2 separate regions of the Mus musculus genome follow, and region 1 is linked to region 2. Evidence: chromatin contacts called from public Hi-C data. All regions are on one chromosome and are shown on one strand. The core of a region is the stretch at or near the end of the contact, and the rest is flanking DNA. Distances in the headings are between cores, read along the strand shown.

Region 1 (3,601 bases), core at 645-3,144, 48 kb before region 2:
CTAGAAACCTCCGCTGATTGATCTTTTTTCTTTTCTTTTTCCTTCTCCTTCCTTCTAATCTCTCCCCAGGTATTCTTACCTGACCTAAACTTTTCCTCAGGTTCAAGACCCGTGGAAAGGCCTGTATACTTATTTTGTGAACCATATTTCCTCTTTGCTCCTACTCTCTCTCCCCGCTTTACTTCTGATAGATTGCCCTGAATTTCATCCAGAATTTTCAGCCCTGCCTTAACCGCTTGATAACATGTGAAAAGGAACAAAAAGGCTCCTAACACTAGAAAAAGTTCAAGGCCAAACATACCTTGTAAAGCTATTTCCCACTTTACTTCTGATAGACTGTCTTGAATTTCATTAGAAAGTTCAAGGCCAGACTTACCTTGTAAAGCTATTTCCCACTTTACTTCTGATAGACTGTCTTGAATTTCATTAGAAAGTTCAAGGCCAGATGTACCTTGCAAAGCTATACTTACGGGTACCCTGTTCCCCAGCTGAAGAGTTCTGAATTCACGCAGTTGAATCCTTCTCAACAGTCTGTTTTGCGGGAACACTTCATTACCACCGTTCCCCAGCTGAAGAGTTCTGAATCCACGCAGTTGAATCCTTCTCAACAGTCTGTTTTACGGGAACACTTCATTACCATGACCCGCAGTTCTGGTTCCGGAATGAGGGATCTTCCTTGCGCCGGTGTGATGGTAGTTTCCGTCCGGGTTTTCTCGTCCCAGGTCTTCTCGTCCCGGGTCTCAGCACCAACTCTTACACGCGTTCACGAGACCGGCCAGGAAAGACGCAGCAAACCAGAATCTTCTGCGGCAAAAGCTTTATTGCTTACATCTTTAGGAGCAAGAGAGCAAGAGAGCAAGAGTGCAAGAGAGAGAAGCAAGAGCCAGAGCAAGAGAAAGAACAAGAACAAGAAAGCAAGAGAAGAGAGAGAAAAAGAATGGCAAAACCCCGTCCCTTTTAAGGAGAATTATCCTCCGCCTAGGACGTATTACTCCCTGATTGGCTGCAGCCCATCGGCCCAGTTGTCATCACGAGAAAGGCAGAACACATGGCGGGAAAACTGCCCCTGCACGTGTGCAGATTATGTTTACCACTTAGAACACAGGATGTCAGCGCCATCTTGCAACAGCGAATGTGAGGGCGGCTCCCCACATTGAGAAGCAGGAAGGATGGAAAGAAAATTATTTTAATAATATTTTCATCTTCCTCATAGGCATCCTTTGGGTGTGCCTCAACTGCAAGGCAATGGTTCCATGTCTGCATCAAAAGTGGAGGTGATAGAAATGATTATTGTGGGAGGTTCTAGAAAGGTCATGTTTTGAAAGGTCTACCAGAGGTATGGATTTGCCTGCCTCTGGCCTTTTGGGGTGGTCACCTCAAGGTCATGGTGTGAGTTGCTTTGATACTGGACTCCATGGCAATCCTTGAATACAGTTAGTTTATTCAGTTGCTATTGAGTTGCCAACATATAGAGGAACATGGAACTGTCAGTCAAGACAGTCTAAAATCCCTGAACACACAGGCCTGTGTCCTACTGGGGCTGAAGATGATGTCATCCACATAATACAAATGACTCATTCATAGCATTTGTGACCTCAAGAGCAACTGTATGAAGTGGGCAGAGCAATAGAAGTAAATGATGTTAAAGAGAGAAAACTAAGGAAGCCCAGAGAGGTTAGTGACTTGCCCAAGGCCACAGAGTTAGCACAGGAACCAGGGGGGAGTTTATGAGCTCCAATTCTTCATCCACTGCTCATTTTAATAAGTTCCTCCTGTGGGAAAAAAAATGAAGGATTCATTAAGCTACCAAGCTTTCAGAGTGGGGCACTGTGCCTACATTTAGGGGCATTCAATTTGAGTGTGTATTTATAGAGGCGTTAGGCTCCTGCCGTTGTGCTTGGTCCTGGAATAGAAAATAGACTCAGTGCCTGGGAGAACGCCATGGAGGAGAAAGACATTAGTCAGATATTCCATGAATATTACAGTCAGTGAAAACTTACACATTTGCCCATATGTCACACATCCCGAACAAAGAGACCTTAGAGTTTTAATCTAAGCTTGAATATGTTTTCATTCATTGTATGTTGAATACCTGGATGCTAAGCAGAATGATAGTTTCATACTGTGGGTTTTTCTTTTTTTCTAGAAAGGTAACATAGCCCTTCTGCCATAGAGTCTGTTTCTGTATGTTATGAACAACAGAGTAGCAGCCTATGGAAACATTGGGTTGGCATGAATCTGTCTCTTATTTAAGGTACCTATATTTTTAGTGCTCAGAGATGAATACGTAATTCTATAGGGAATGAGTGTACGTTTGCATTGAGACCAACTATACCTGTGTTTTAGATGGATGAACTCGAAACCACATCAGACCTGTTGAATGTATAGCTAGGCATCTCCCTTCCCCTCTTCCTCTCCCTTTCCCCCTCCCCCTCCCTCCCCCCCCCCCTGTGTCCATGATGTGTTGCATGGGTATTTGTGTGTTGCAGGAACAGAAGATAACACCACATGCCTTCCACATTATATTTTTAAACAAGGTCACTCAACTGAACATGGAGCTCTCTGGCTAGGCTGATTGGCCAGCTAGTCCCAGGGATCCTCCTACGTCTGTCTCCCCAGCCCTAGGATTCCAGCCACATCCCACTGTGCCTGGCTTTTTAAGTGGGTGCTGGGGATTGAAACTCTGGTCCTCTCATGCTTGCATGGTAGGTGCTTTACCAACTGAGCCACCTACCCAGCCTGTAACTTTTTTGTTTTGTTTTGTTTTGGTTTGGTTTTGGTTTTTGAGACAGGGTTTCTCTGTGTAGCCCTGGCTGTCCTGGAACTCACTCTGTAGACCAGGCTGGCTTCAAAATCAGAAATCCGCCTGCCTCTGCCTCCCAAGTGCTGGGATTAAAGGTGTGCTCCACCACTGCCCAGCCAGCCTGTAATTTACAGGCTTCCATTTGTGGCCTCAGTTCCTATCGAAGTTTAGGGACAGCCTTGCTCAACACTATCTACTTAAAACCCATTCCTCAGCAAAATCTAGTAGGTCTATTAGGGTGCTGGTGTGGGAGAATTCAACCCTAAAGATTAATTCAACATTGCCTGCCAACTCCTGGACCCATTGCCATGGTGCCCAATTGCCTAGCTGCTGTCTGGATGAACATATATATGCTACTTCAGAGCTGCTGCATAGGCCCCTGAAGTTACAATATGAATGGGCCCATGTGTTGGGGTTGGTCTCGTGCTACTATGTATTCAGATGCTAAATACTGGGCCCCAAGATCCAGTTGCCTGCCCCCCATGAGAAGATCCTCATGTACACCAAGTAGTTACTTGATGTGTAACCTTGTTATGCACCGTGCTATGTAAGCTCACTCCCCAAGTTAACTAGTCACTAAAAAGCCTAGGATTGAGGTGGATGGGGTTTTAGTTACTTGGCTAGGGGTCACGGTAAAGAGGGAGAAGAAGAAAGGAGACCAAGAAAGCCGCCATGAGAGGAGACGGACCATGAGCACATGGCTAGAAGAAACAGCCAGTAACAAGGGCCTTATAACTGGGATGTAAGTTAGAATAGTTCAAAATCTGCCCAATCTAGGCTCAGAACTTATAATAAAAT
Region 2 (3,381 bases), core at 805-3,304:
TTGATTTACCTCCAGCACCCACCGCATGCCCTTCTGTGTCCCTTTTGACCAAGATGCTTGGCTATTACTGACTGGACGGATGGATGCAGGAGAAGGGCTGTTACCATACACCACCATAGAGGGGACAATGAAACCTTATGAATCGGGGCTAGTATGTACTCATTCATTCATTCATTCATTCATTCATTCAAACATCCATTTAGAAAACTCTTGCATTCTGGCAAGAAAATTAAATTTCCTCCCAGCCTCCAGTTTGAGTGTCAAAGCCATATGGACCACTAGCCCCGGGGTCAGGCTGTGCTTGGTTCAGTTTGGAAAGGGCTGGCATGCGTTCATAGGCTGGAGGTGTGTTCAGAAGCAGAGAATTCATTATAACTAGTTAGTCATCCATGGAGACACTGCCCGTGGGTGGGGTGCACTTGGCACTGGTGGGCCGGGTTCCTGGTGCTGCTTCCCTAGGTAGGTGTGTGACTGGCCTTAAGCCCACGGAGGCTGGGGTCTACCAGTACTCAGAAAAAAGCCTGGCAACGAGCCCCTCACATTCGACTCAGTAATCCAAACCGTTCACCACCAAGATAACTTTTCCGGAGACTGCTGTGAGGGAGAGCCATGCTGGATCCTAGCCGGATACTACCCCTACCCTTACTCAGTTCTCTGCAATTGAGTGCAAAGAACTAGGTAGGGTGTGGGTGTGGGGGGGGGGGAGAACCCCTGTAAATCCCAGAGGCGGAAATACATGCACATAAGGAGAACCGAGGCGGCGGGGGCGCGTTCGGAGACTAGGCGAGGTCAGGAGCGCACGGCTGCCCCAGGTCGCCCGAGTTTGCTCCGCCAGGCGAGGATGACTCAGCCTCACTCGGGTCTTTACCGTCAGCCCGCGCGAGGGCTCCACAAAGTTCCTAGTCACACCCTAGAGCTTGAACGAGGATGGGGGACAAGGTTTTTCTAAGGGTGGGGCCGCGGCAAAAGAGACATCCTGGGGCTTTCCCTGTGGGTATTCAGAAGCCTCGCCCGCGCTCAGCTGCCTCTTCCCGGGCGGGGGCTGGTGTGCGGAACCTCCGTGCTCGGAGCAATCTGAACCCCCCTCCTCCCCCCGCAGAATTAAGGGTGTCTGCCGGTCAGGTTGGACTTTCCGCTGCGTTTGCTTCCTTTCCCGCCCGGGCATCCTGGTCCCTGGGTGCACCGTGTAGCAGTGCGGACCCCGGACCCCGAGCTTCAGTAGGCTTGAAAGCACCCCGGCCCGTGGTCCGGAACGCCAGCGGTAGCTGTGCGGCCGCCGGGTGCCCGCGCCGCGACTGCAGCGCCACCCTCCGCGCTTTCCTCCAGTCGCCGCGGCGGTGGAGCAGCGATGGGCGGCCACGCCGCGGTGCACTCCCTAGAACCCGACCCCCTTGTCCCATCCCCAGCCCGTTCTGCCGCTATACGAGCCGGTCCACTGCCGCTGCCGCCGCCCGCTGGCTTCTTCCAGACTTCTGCCTCTTCCCAAGGAACCGTGAGGGGAATCGGGAGGGGGTCGCACCACCTCTAGGCTCCGCAGCCCCCCACCACAACGCCCCTGACCAGTCCCCGGGGCTCCTGACCAGATCAACTACTGGCAAAGTGTGGAGCATCGGGGTCCTCGGCCTCGCTCCCGAGCCGCCCACCCCCATTCCGCTCCGGTCGCCAGGGCCTGGGGACCGCCCGGGGCCACCCGAGAGTCGCGCCCGTGGCGGCGGACTGCGGAGTTGTAAAGAACTCAGCGGCCGCAGTGGGCCGGACCGGGCGAGGCACGAGCCGTGGCGGCCAAGGACACTTGAGTTTGCGAGTCTCCGCCCGCGAGGCGCCTCCCGCCCTCCCGCCGCGGCTCGCCGGACTCCCCGGGGCCGCCGAGGCGGGGCTGGGCAGCTGCCGCGGCAAGAGGCGCGTCTCGCTCCCTCCTCCCGCGCCTGCCTACTCCCCAGTGCTCCCTCCCGCCTCCTCTCCGCCCTCCCCTCCCCTCCCCCCGTACCCCGCTGCTTCCCCCCCCCCCCTGCTCCCCAAGTGAGCCGGGCGCGCGAGAGGCAGGAGGGGCGGCGCGCGGCGGAGCAGGCAGCCCAGCGCGCTCGCCCACCGCCCGCCCGGCGCAGCTCTCCGCGGCCGCTCCAGTCGCCGCCGCCGCCGCCGCCGCCAGGATGGCCGGGCCGGGCTCGCTGTGCTGCGCGTCCCGGGGGGCCTCGGCGCTCCTAGCCACCGCGCTTCTCTACGCCGCTCTGGGGGACGTGGTGCGCTCCGAGCAGCAGATCCCGCTCTCCGTGTAAGTGCCTGGTGTTGGGACTCCCCGGGAGGGGCGGCTAGCGCCCGAGAGAGACCCGGGGCGCCCAAGTTTGGGCGCCTGCAGGTGCGGCTGGGCAGGACCCACGGCGGGTGCGGGCCTCGCCTCTTGCACCTGCCTCTCAGCATCAGCACCCAGTGGCGGGAGACTAGGGTGGAACCTTCTCGCCCTTTCCCTGGGGCTGGGGAGTAAGACCTGGAGAGGTTCACCTCAAGTGACAGCGCCAAGTTTAGAGCCTGTTTACAGACTGCAACTTCCACGGGCTGTTTAATGGTCCCCTTTTCTGCTACCTTGCCATCCTACTTTTCCGGGAAGTGGGGTGGGGGTGGGGATGGGTGGATTTCTTCAGAGTAGTATTTGCCAGGTGATGCTCATTTTAGGTGTTTAAGTAACCAGGCAATTGTTTCTATGAAAGCCCGTGGTCTTCTTAGAGAGCCAGGCTTTACACCTTCTGAACTCCGGTGACCCCGGACCCCATCCCGCGCTGCGCTCTACATCTTGGTGCGGGTAGTTTGTAAGAGAGAGTTTTTTTTTTTTTTTTTTTTTTTAATCTTTCTTTCCTTTTTCCTTTAATGTTCTATCGCCCTGCTCTTTCAGCCACAGCCCGGTGTGTGCGCGTGTGTGACGGTGACACTGGTATTACATTTCTTCCCTCTGCTCTTTTCTCCCCATAGAGTGAAGCTGTGGGCCTCCGCTTTTGGTGGGGAGATAAAATCCATCGCTGCCAAGTACTCGGGCTCCCAGCTTCTGCAAAAGGTAAGGTTTCTGTGGTGACAGACAGCGATGATTTTTCTAGCACAGAAAATGGAGGCAGATTTAGTTTTTCCAAACAAACGTGAGCCCAGAGCTGCATCAGTTATCAGAGTAGTCTCTGATCTCCCGTTCTTGGCATTGTACTGTGCAGTGACTTCTCCCTACCAACCGGTTATTTTTAGATGACACTTGATTCCAAACACAAAGAAAAGCAGGATACTCACTCGCACTGTCCTGGCTGGGGCTCGGAAACAGTGTGTTTGCATGGCTCTTCTCGCAGTTGTTGGTATTGCTGTCTCAGTGCGAGAGCAGATGCTTCCCTGGCCAAAAGATGCTAA

Evidence for each region. A called contact is a pair of places that touch in the nucleus more often than the background predicts.
Region 1: a contact with region 2 is called in a Hi-C map of cortical neurons, with 3 times the contacts expected there. The contact joins the enhancer-like site here to the promoter of Cacna2d3 in region 2. A contact is called at or near these places in 6 of 39 promoter capture datasets (the 3T3-L1 cell line, 3T3-L1-derived adipocytes, maxillary cranial neural crest and 3 more), 3 of 484 Hi-C or Micro-C datasets (cerebral cortex and cortical neurons), 2 of 115 datasets of contacts at active chromatin or transcription factors (embryonic stem cells and neural progenitor cells) and 1 of 9 other capture datasets (liver).

The regions. Positions count from the first base shown.
Region 1 is chr14:29,767,989-29,771,589 of GRCm38.p6, reverse strand. No RefSeq gene overlaps it. Among named protein-coding and RNA genes, the nearest start is that of Gm35281, 27 kb to the left of the region's middle. Within about 2 kb of position 1,894, at least 5 of the 459 cell types and tissues checked have an H3K27ac peak or open chromatin away from gene starts, as enhancers often do. A contact at or near this core is called in cortical neurons, where this site is marked.
Region 2 is chr14:29,720,537-29,723,917 of GRCm38.p6, reverse strand. Cacna2d3 (calcium channel, voltage-dependent, alpha2/delta subunit 3) reads left to right here and starts at 2,054. Exons shown (of 38, transcript NM_009785.1): 1 at 2,054-2,272; 2 at 2,965-3,046. The coding sequence starts at 2,151.